2 separate regions of the Arachis hypogaea genome follow, and region 1 is linked to region 2. A link is a contact called in public Hi-C data. All regions are on one chromosome and are shown on one strand. Each heading gives the region's core, a stretch centred on a gene start, on an enhancer-like site or on the middle of the called end of the contact. The rest is flanking DNA. Distances are from core to core; before and after follow the strand shown.

Region 1 (3,708 bases), core at 937-3,436, 44 kb before region 2:
TTGTTAACAAAACGGAGTTCGATCGCGAGCATCATTTTGAAAAGAAATTATAAAGTAATTTTACATATATAAGGGAATAATGAATTTAAACCAAATAAAGGTTGATTATTTAGACAAAATAACAATTTATTCCTGCTTTCATTCTATTCATGGGCTTAATTCTATAGTTAGCTTTATAATATGCTTACGATCTAGTTCTAAGTGAGTCCAGAAGCATCCGCATAATTATTCTTTACACAAAGAACTTAGAACGGTCAGTTTACAGATAAAATTATAATAAGAAATATTATTTGTATATTTAAATTGTGTCAAATTTTAAATATTTAGTTAAAAATAAATATTTTTATTAACTTTTATTTATTCAATTTTTTCTATTTTTAACTTTAAAATGATATCTCAACTAAACACCAATTTAAATATATAAACAATATTTTTTTCATATTCAATATGAAATTTAAATTCTCAGTATTTGATTAAAAAAGAGATGAATCTCTTTCCCTCAATTATACCCCCAACTAGGATATGTATAAAAGCTAAATATCTGAGCCAGGATATAGGGAAAGAAAAGCTGGCTATGAAAAAACAAAAACAAATATCTGAGCCTGGAAATGGTGAAAGAAAACCTGGCTATGGAAAAAAACAATAAATACTAATAACATGAGTATCTAATGTTATATGGATAGATGTATTGTATATTGATATATTCATTTAGAATGCTCCATTGCTCCGTCCTCATGTGCCTAAATTCTCTTTGTACTTATTATCTAATAGTAATAATAATAAAAAAATTTATGTAGACACTAAAAAATTAATCACTAAATTAATTATTATATATTTATGTATAAATATATATTTTAATGATTAATTTTTTTAAAAAATATTAAAAAATTATTAAAATTTATTATTTTTAACTATTAATAAATTATTAATAATTATAAATATACAATAAAATATATAATTAAATTATTAAACTAAAAAAATTAAAATAATAATTAAATAATAATTAAAAATAATAAATTCTGATTCTACCTAATATTTTTTTTTATACTGATAGTGTAATAATAAATTGCTAATCCCCCTTGGGATATTCCATAATCTGTGCTATTATTTTTCATTAGATAATTTAACAGGCAGCAGCACTAATATCAAGAGGTGATATATAGATATTTTATATGGATCACTTAATTATTTATATATTATTAAGTGCACTATGTATCCTTGGATATAAAAAAGGTGGTGCAGTTTCTAAAATGAATTTGTCTTTACACGATTCTTACAGTGTTTGGTCAATTTTCTGAAGTTTTCTCAGGTTCGTGTATGCGCGAATATATATATGTCAGATGGAGATGCCCCCTTCTCATCTCAAAACTTACGTACGCATTACTATTATCCATATGAGGAAATTCAAATTATTAGCCAAACTTATTAGCTTCTCTAATAAGCACCCAATCCCAATCTGGTTCAACAAAATACTATCTTAATTAGGAATATGAAAGTTAATCAAACTTAATTAAGTATAAAGCAGAGTTTGTTACACATAGAAAGCATATATATAAGAGGAAATAGGAAATGTAAAAGCATATATACTCTTACTACTGCATATGGACAGTACTCTTAATGTAAAACAGATGAAAACACATAATCGGTGGCGTTCTTAATTAAGTAATTTCGACACAGAAATTAAACATTTCACTAATTAATCAAGATCCATATTATGTATAGTTATGAGCAGTAAAATTAAGTAAAGGCGATTTTGGATTCGAGAGAGGGAGAATGAAAAGGTACGAACCAGGGATCGAAGAGCTTGCCTTTGGTGGAGAAGACGATGAGTGCGACTTCGGCATCGCATAGCACTGAGATTTCGTTTGCCTTCTTCAGCAAACCAGATCTTCTCTTTGAGAACGTGACTTGCCTATTAATCTTGTTCTCGATCCTCTTCAACTGCACTCTTCCCCTTCCCATCGATCCAAGTTCCCTCTCTCGATCGATTCTCTCTCTCACCGTACCTACCTACGTATACGTATACACATACGCATGCACTACCTAGCTACCTTCTTTTCCTCAATTGTATACGCTTGAAGAAGCAGCGAAGAGAGAGAGAGGGATATATAGAGAGAGAGACTTTACCACAAATCGGTGAGTTGAATTTTCAATTCTCTGCTCTCCTCACTCCTCTTGCTTGCTTTTTGTTTTGTTTTGGTTTGGTTTGGTGTTTTTATTAATTAATTAAAAAAATTGAAATGAAAAATTATGATTGGTGAATGTTACTAATAAAATTCGGAATTGGGAAAAAGAAAAGAAACCGCTGATGGTGACGGGAGAGGTGGTTTTCCAATACCAGAGCGGATTCGTCAAATTCGTTGTCGATTTATGATTGGCTACTCAGATTGTCGTTATCAATTCTTTCACTGTAAAGTTAGTACAAAGCTCTTAGCGGATCAATTAATTATGTGGTTAGATTGAATAAAATAAGGAGATTAAATTAAGCATTCATAGGCTACCCATCACTTCAACTCCAACCGCCGTAGAAAACAGTGGTTAACTGCTGTTAATCTCATCAACACTATTAGATGGATGTACTGGCACATATTTAAGTGACACAGACTATTCAGAATTTAGATGTTTCAATAATTTGTCTTTATATTATATAATTAAGATTAAGGATTAAAATGTATCCATGTTGATGAATTAGCAGATTTTACTCCAAATAAAAAAATAGTTTAACAGAAAAATTATCTATTGAAAATTTAAAATGATGTGGTGTTATTAATTATTTTTAGAGGAAAGAATAAGACTAACAAAATTCATTGATAAAATTACTATGATTTTGTGAGGTAAAAATGCTATGTTAGATTAGACCAAATTTAAATTTTTAATAGATTAGGCCAATAACAAAATTTGTTAGTCTAAGTTTGATCTGAAGTATGCAATAAACTTAAAGTATGTTAAAAGATTTAAAATATTATTTATATACCAAAATTAGTCATCAGTAATTTAATTCAATTTTAATGTATATTTTATACTTTAATATTATTTTATATTAATAATTAATTTTAATGACTAATTTTAATATATATTTAGTATGGTTATAACATGTTTAACTGTCTTAACTCAAAATAAATAAGTAATAAATAATTAAAAATAAAAATATATAAATATAATCAAATAAATAACATAATAAATAAACTTATATAAATATCATAAAAAGCTATAAAGTTAAACTCTAGTTATTACACTTTTTAGTTTTTACATGCCCAAACCAGCTATACACCTTTACAAGCCAAACAAACTATTCTTGTGAGTTGTGAGTTTAATCCTAACCTATTTAAAGAAGAAAAAGAAAAGAATAAGTAAATAATTTTTAATCAGTTAATTTTAAATAACTGTAATTAATAATCATTAATTTTATATTTTTAAAAATAAAATTTAAATAATTATTAATTAATAACAATTAATTAGTATTAAGTACAGTTTAAAAATATTTGTTGTTTTATTGATGACTAAATTTCTGTTGATTATCTAGTGGGATTATTAAAAAAAAAATAATTAAACTTGTAAAATAGTTTGAACCTCCTCCACTATGCACGCTACTCAGCTTTATGTAAAACAATGAAACAAACAAAACGAAACTATGAATAATTTTTATACTCTGGTACTAGTAATAGTACATCATCACCCTCTTCATCTATTTTGGTAAAATGTGAGAGC
Region 2 (4,272 bases), core at 605-3,104:
ATTCTAGCAAAACACAATTTATTCTTCTAAAAAAATTGGTTTAATTACTCTGTTGGTCCTATAGTTTTGCAAAATTTTCAATTAGGTCTCTATTGTTTTTTTCTTTTAATTGAGTCCTTGCACCAAATTTTATTTTTAATTGGGTGTCTATATATTTTTTTTTATTTGAGTGTCTGTACCAATTTTTTTTTTTAATTGGGTTCCTATATAATTAGACCAATTACTATTAAGAGGGACCTAATTAAAAAAAATTTTGGTACAGAGATCTAATTAAAAAGAAAAAAAAGTATAAGGACCTAATTAAAAATTTCACAAAACTATAGAGATCAATAGAATAATTAAACCAAAAAAATTATAACAGAGAGTACTTGGTAGTGTAAGTCCTTATTCTCAAACTTAGTGCTTATTAATTCCTTTAGTGAATCTAAAAAATAAAAAATATACTTTTTTAAAATAAAAAATAGGGACTGATTTAGTTTGTGTAATTTATCATCGGTTTTGCTTTATTTTAAAGAAAAATAAATAAATATTAACACGCTTATTATTTTTTATGTGTGAGAGAGAGAAGTGTATAACAAAAAATTGTGAAGAGATGTGTGTTTTATACTGGTATGAGATATATAAATCGGAGGCACCGATTTGTCTATATTATTTTTTTTATAAACAAACAATCACAAATCGGACAGTCCGATTTGTGATTTCGAAAATAAAAAAAATTTTAATGTTGAAATCGGACCATCCGATTTTTATTTTAAAAAATAAAAAAATAAAAAATACAAATTGGACCATCTGATTTGTAGTTTATTTTTTTCTTCAAATAAATTGGACCCTCTGATTTGTAGTTTATTTTTTTTTCAAACAAATCGAACTGTCCGATTTAAATAAAACACTATATAAAAAAAATACTTAATCTTCCAATAACAATATATTACACATATATTTAATCAATAAAAAAAAATTAACCAATATTAACACCCTTGTTATGTAGTTGTCTTGGGTGTTGTTGCCTACTTTGCCTTGTTGCTTTCGCGTTTAGCCGGTTTAGGTTTTCGTGCTCAACGCTAAAATAAAATAATATATTACAAATAAATTTATAATACAAATAATATAATTCAAATAATTACCTTCAATGATGAATCCCTAATCAATGATCAATCTATTTGGGGACGACAGCTGCCCCCACTCTGTCTTCTTCCGTCGCTGAACATAATATAAACACAATAAATTAAAATGATTTGTGTTGTAAAATGTAAACATTGTTGTTCAATCAAACTCCATGTTGCTACTTGCTACAAATGCATAACTTTTTATGATTTTAGTGAAAACCTTTAGTTTGTTTAATATTATTTTATTCAATACGTTTCATGTGCGCGTAAACTTTTAATTCAGCATAGGCATAGCATTTGTATCCCGAAATGACATTTAAGGTGAGAAGGGAACTGAATGTGATAAAAAAAAAGAGAAACAAAATGGAGATTATGATTAAAAATAAAAACATAAAAAAATATTTGACATGAACAGAATATTCTTTTTGGATTACATATTTGAGTGTGTCTGTCGGGTGTGTTTACCAAAAGGCACTCATTTCATTGCTAATTAAGGCCCCAAGGTCTGAGGCCGAACCCATAATATTGGCCTGCTGCTTTTTCCTTTTGACTTTAAAGTTTCCACAGTCCTCTGACCCAAAAAAAAAAAAAAAAGTTCCACAGTCCTATCAATTGTTTGTGTTTAGAACAAACCTTTTTTGCTTTTTAATTTTAGTGTTAGGTTTTCAATGGTGTTTTTAAATAATGTGAAGACTGTGGTGAGACTTGTCCCAATAGTAAATACATTTGCCTCTTAAAAATGTCACATGGGTTTGAATTTCTTTTGATGAAAAAGAGAGTATCAATGGGTGTGGAAGTGGGGTGGGTGTGTGTTTTGTGTTGTATTGACTAAAAAAAAATAATGTGAAGACTCGATGTATTTTTCTTTTTATGTGGAGAGTACAAATTTAAGGGTCGTAACTTTTATTTTTTTTAGTTAACATATAAATTTGAGGACTAGATTTTTTATTTTAAATTTTTTTAAACATACAAATTGACTCTTATATTTGTATTTTAATATTAATTTTTTAAATATGCAAATCAGATTTTTTGATTTGTTTCATAATGAAAAACAAATTATTTCAATACAAATTAGACCTTTTGATTTATGAACTTAGAAAATTTGACTCTCTGATTTCTCTAGAAATTTTATTATTCTTTAAATTTGAGGTAAAATTAAAAAAATTAAATTCATATAAAAAAACACACAAATTAACTATTAGGATGAATTATACACAATAATTATCTTTCATATCTAAAAAAATTAGCCAACTTTTTTCAGAGTTAGAAGATCAGAAAATAATAAAATTTATTGATATCTATCTTAAAAATATTAGGGATTTTTTCTATGATATTTTTTAGATTTGTCGTCTAGAGTTAATTTGTAGATTTTAACTTCATTTAAGGATATATTGCTAACTAATAGACTCTTATATATACAAGATAATCTTCAAATCTTCGACACTTATTTAAATTAAACGGACATGCGAATTGACTATTAGTTAAGAATATCATAAAAAAATATATTTTACGAAAATTATTAGAAATCTTAAATTTTAATATAAAGTACATAAAATTTTTCAAAAAATATTATTATACTCCTGAAACATATTATAGACAAATTCTAAAAGTTATTTTATGTCATCATTTCTCATATTAATAGGAATGAATTCTTTCTTTTATTTTTCAATTGCAAAGTGCAATTTTTTACTATTTACTTTTTAAGTATTAAGAAAAGACATTTAGGAGAAGATATTTTTAAGAAAGACTACATGTAACAATATCAATTTTTTAAAAATTTGAAAATATATTAGATATACATTCCTGATATAACTAACTGATTCTAATTGTTTGAACAAAACTTGATTGTAATGGATATAACATCAGAAAATAATATCTTTAAGATATTTTTAAACTGGGACTTGTTATAATATCTCAAAAAAAATATCATGGAATTATTTAGCAGAATTACGAGGATGAAGGGAAATCAGAAATGTATCCCTCAATGATATGAAGTGTCAGATGCTTGAGAAAAATCAATGGTCAGCCCAACTGAGGGAACATTATCATCACAAGCTTAGTAACATCCACATATTTCAATTCTTGGGCTATATCAATAATATCTTCATGAAATCATATCGTCACTGCCTTTTTATCTTCATAAAGATTCTTAGGCGGTTAGGCCTTAAATTTTAAGGCATGGGTGGTGCCGTGCACGGTGGTAGAAGGTACAACACAAGCTTAAAGAAGCCTAACACAACATGCCATACATGACACTTGTCAATTCCCTAAACTCTTTTTCTTTTGAAAGGATATTTTTTTTTTAATTTCTCTTAGCTTGTCAAAAAAATAATTAAATCAAAACTTAAATTTTATAGTTTTTATAATTTTTTCAATTAATAACTTTCTTTAAATTCAATTTTAATAACATTTTTTTTATCAGCCATCACAAAATATTAGAAAAAGGCTATTAATGATCATAGTAATACTATAATATTTAAGAGACAATAATAGAAAATAAATTTAAATATTTTAAAATTATTTTATTCAATATTTATTAATTATTACTATAATAATTATATAATTTCGAATAATAATAATAATAATAATAATAATAATAATAATAATAATAATAATAATAATAATAATAAGTATTATATGTATTAAAACGATGAGCGAAAGAGAGAGCGAGAGAGAGAGTCCGAGACAAAACATTGTAAAACAGCCAGTAATACCGACAGAAGTGATAAAAGAGAGAGTTGGGGAGGATTTACATCTAGTGATATGGAGGATAACACTTAAGGTGGAGTTTACTTATCATGCTAAGATTTTTTTTTTAGGGATAAAGTAGTTAGTGCAAAGATGGCCAAAGTCTTTCCTCCGCCTAAGAAGCTAAGCCATGCCATAGCAGCGGTGAAAGGAAAGTAAAGAGATCTTATACCTCCACAAGTGACGTTTATGGAAGAGGCAAAAAATTCACGAGTAAAGCCATACATAGATGCTATAGTCATCAAAGTAATGGAAAAACATTATAATTATATTGCGTTGAATCTTAAGCTACGTTTAGTGTGGCAAATTAGAGAAAGATATGATCTTTTGGACGTGGGCTACAATTATTTTCTCATAAAATTTGACACCTCTGAGGATCGTGAGAAGGTTATTCTTGGTGGACCATGGCTAGTAGATA

Evidence for each region. Hi-C and Micro-C count contacts between places; a contact is called where the count stands out from the background.
Region 1: a contact with region 2 is called in a Hi-C map of leaf, with 5 times the contacts expected there. The contact joins the promoter of LOC112722614 here to the enhancer-like site in region 2. A contact is called at or near these places in 2 of 8 Hi-C or Micro-C datasets (both in leaf).

Annotation. Positions count from the first base shown.
Region 1 is chr11:130,189,420-130,193,127 of arahy.Tifrunner.gnm2.J5K5, reverse strand. LOC112722614 (agamous-like MADS-box protein AGL8) reads right to left here and starts at 2,186. Exons shown (of 8, transcript XM_025773708.3): 1 at 1,790-2,186. The coding sequence starts at 1,962.
Region 2 is chr11:130,144,198-130,148,469 of arahy.Tifrunner.gnm2.J5K5, reverse strand. No RefSeq gene overlaps it. Among protein-coding and RNA genes, the nearest start is that of LOC112722615, 18 kb to the right of the region's middle. Within about 2 kb of position 1,854, at least 3 of the 3 cell types and tissues checked have open chromatin away from gene starts, as enhancers often do.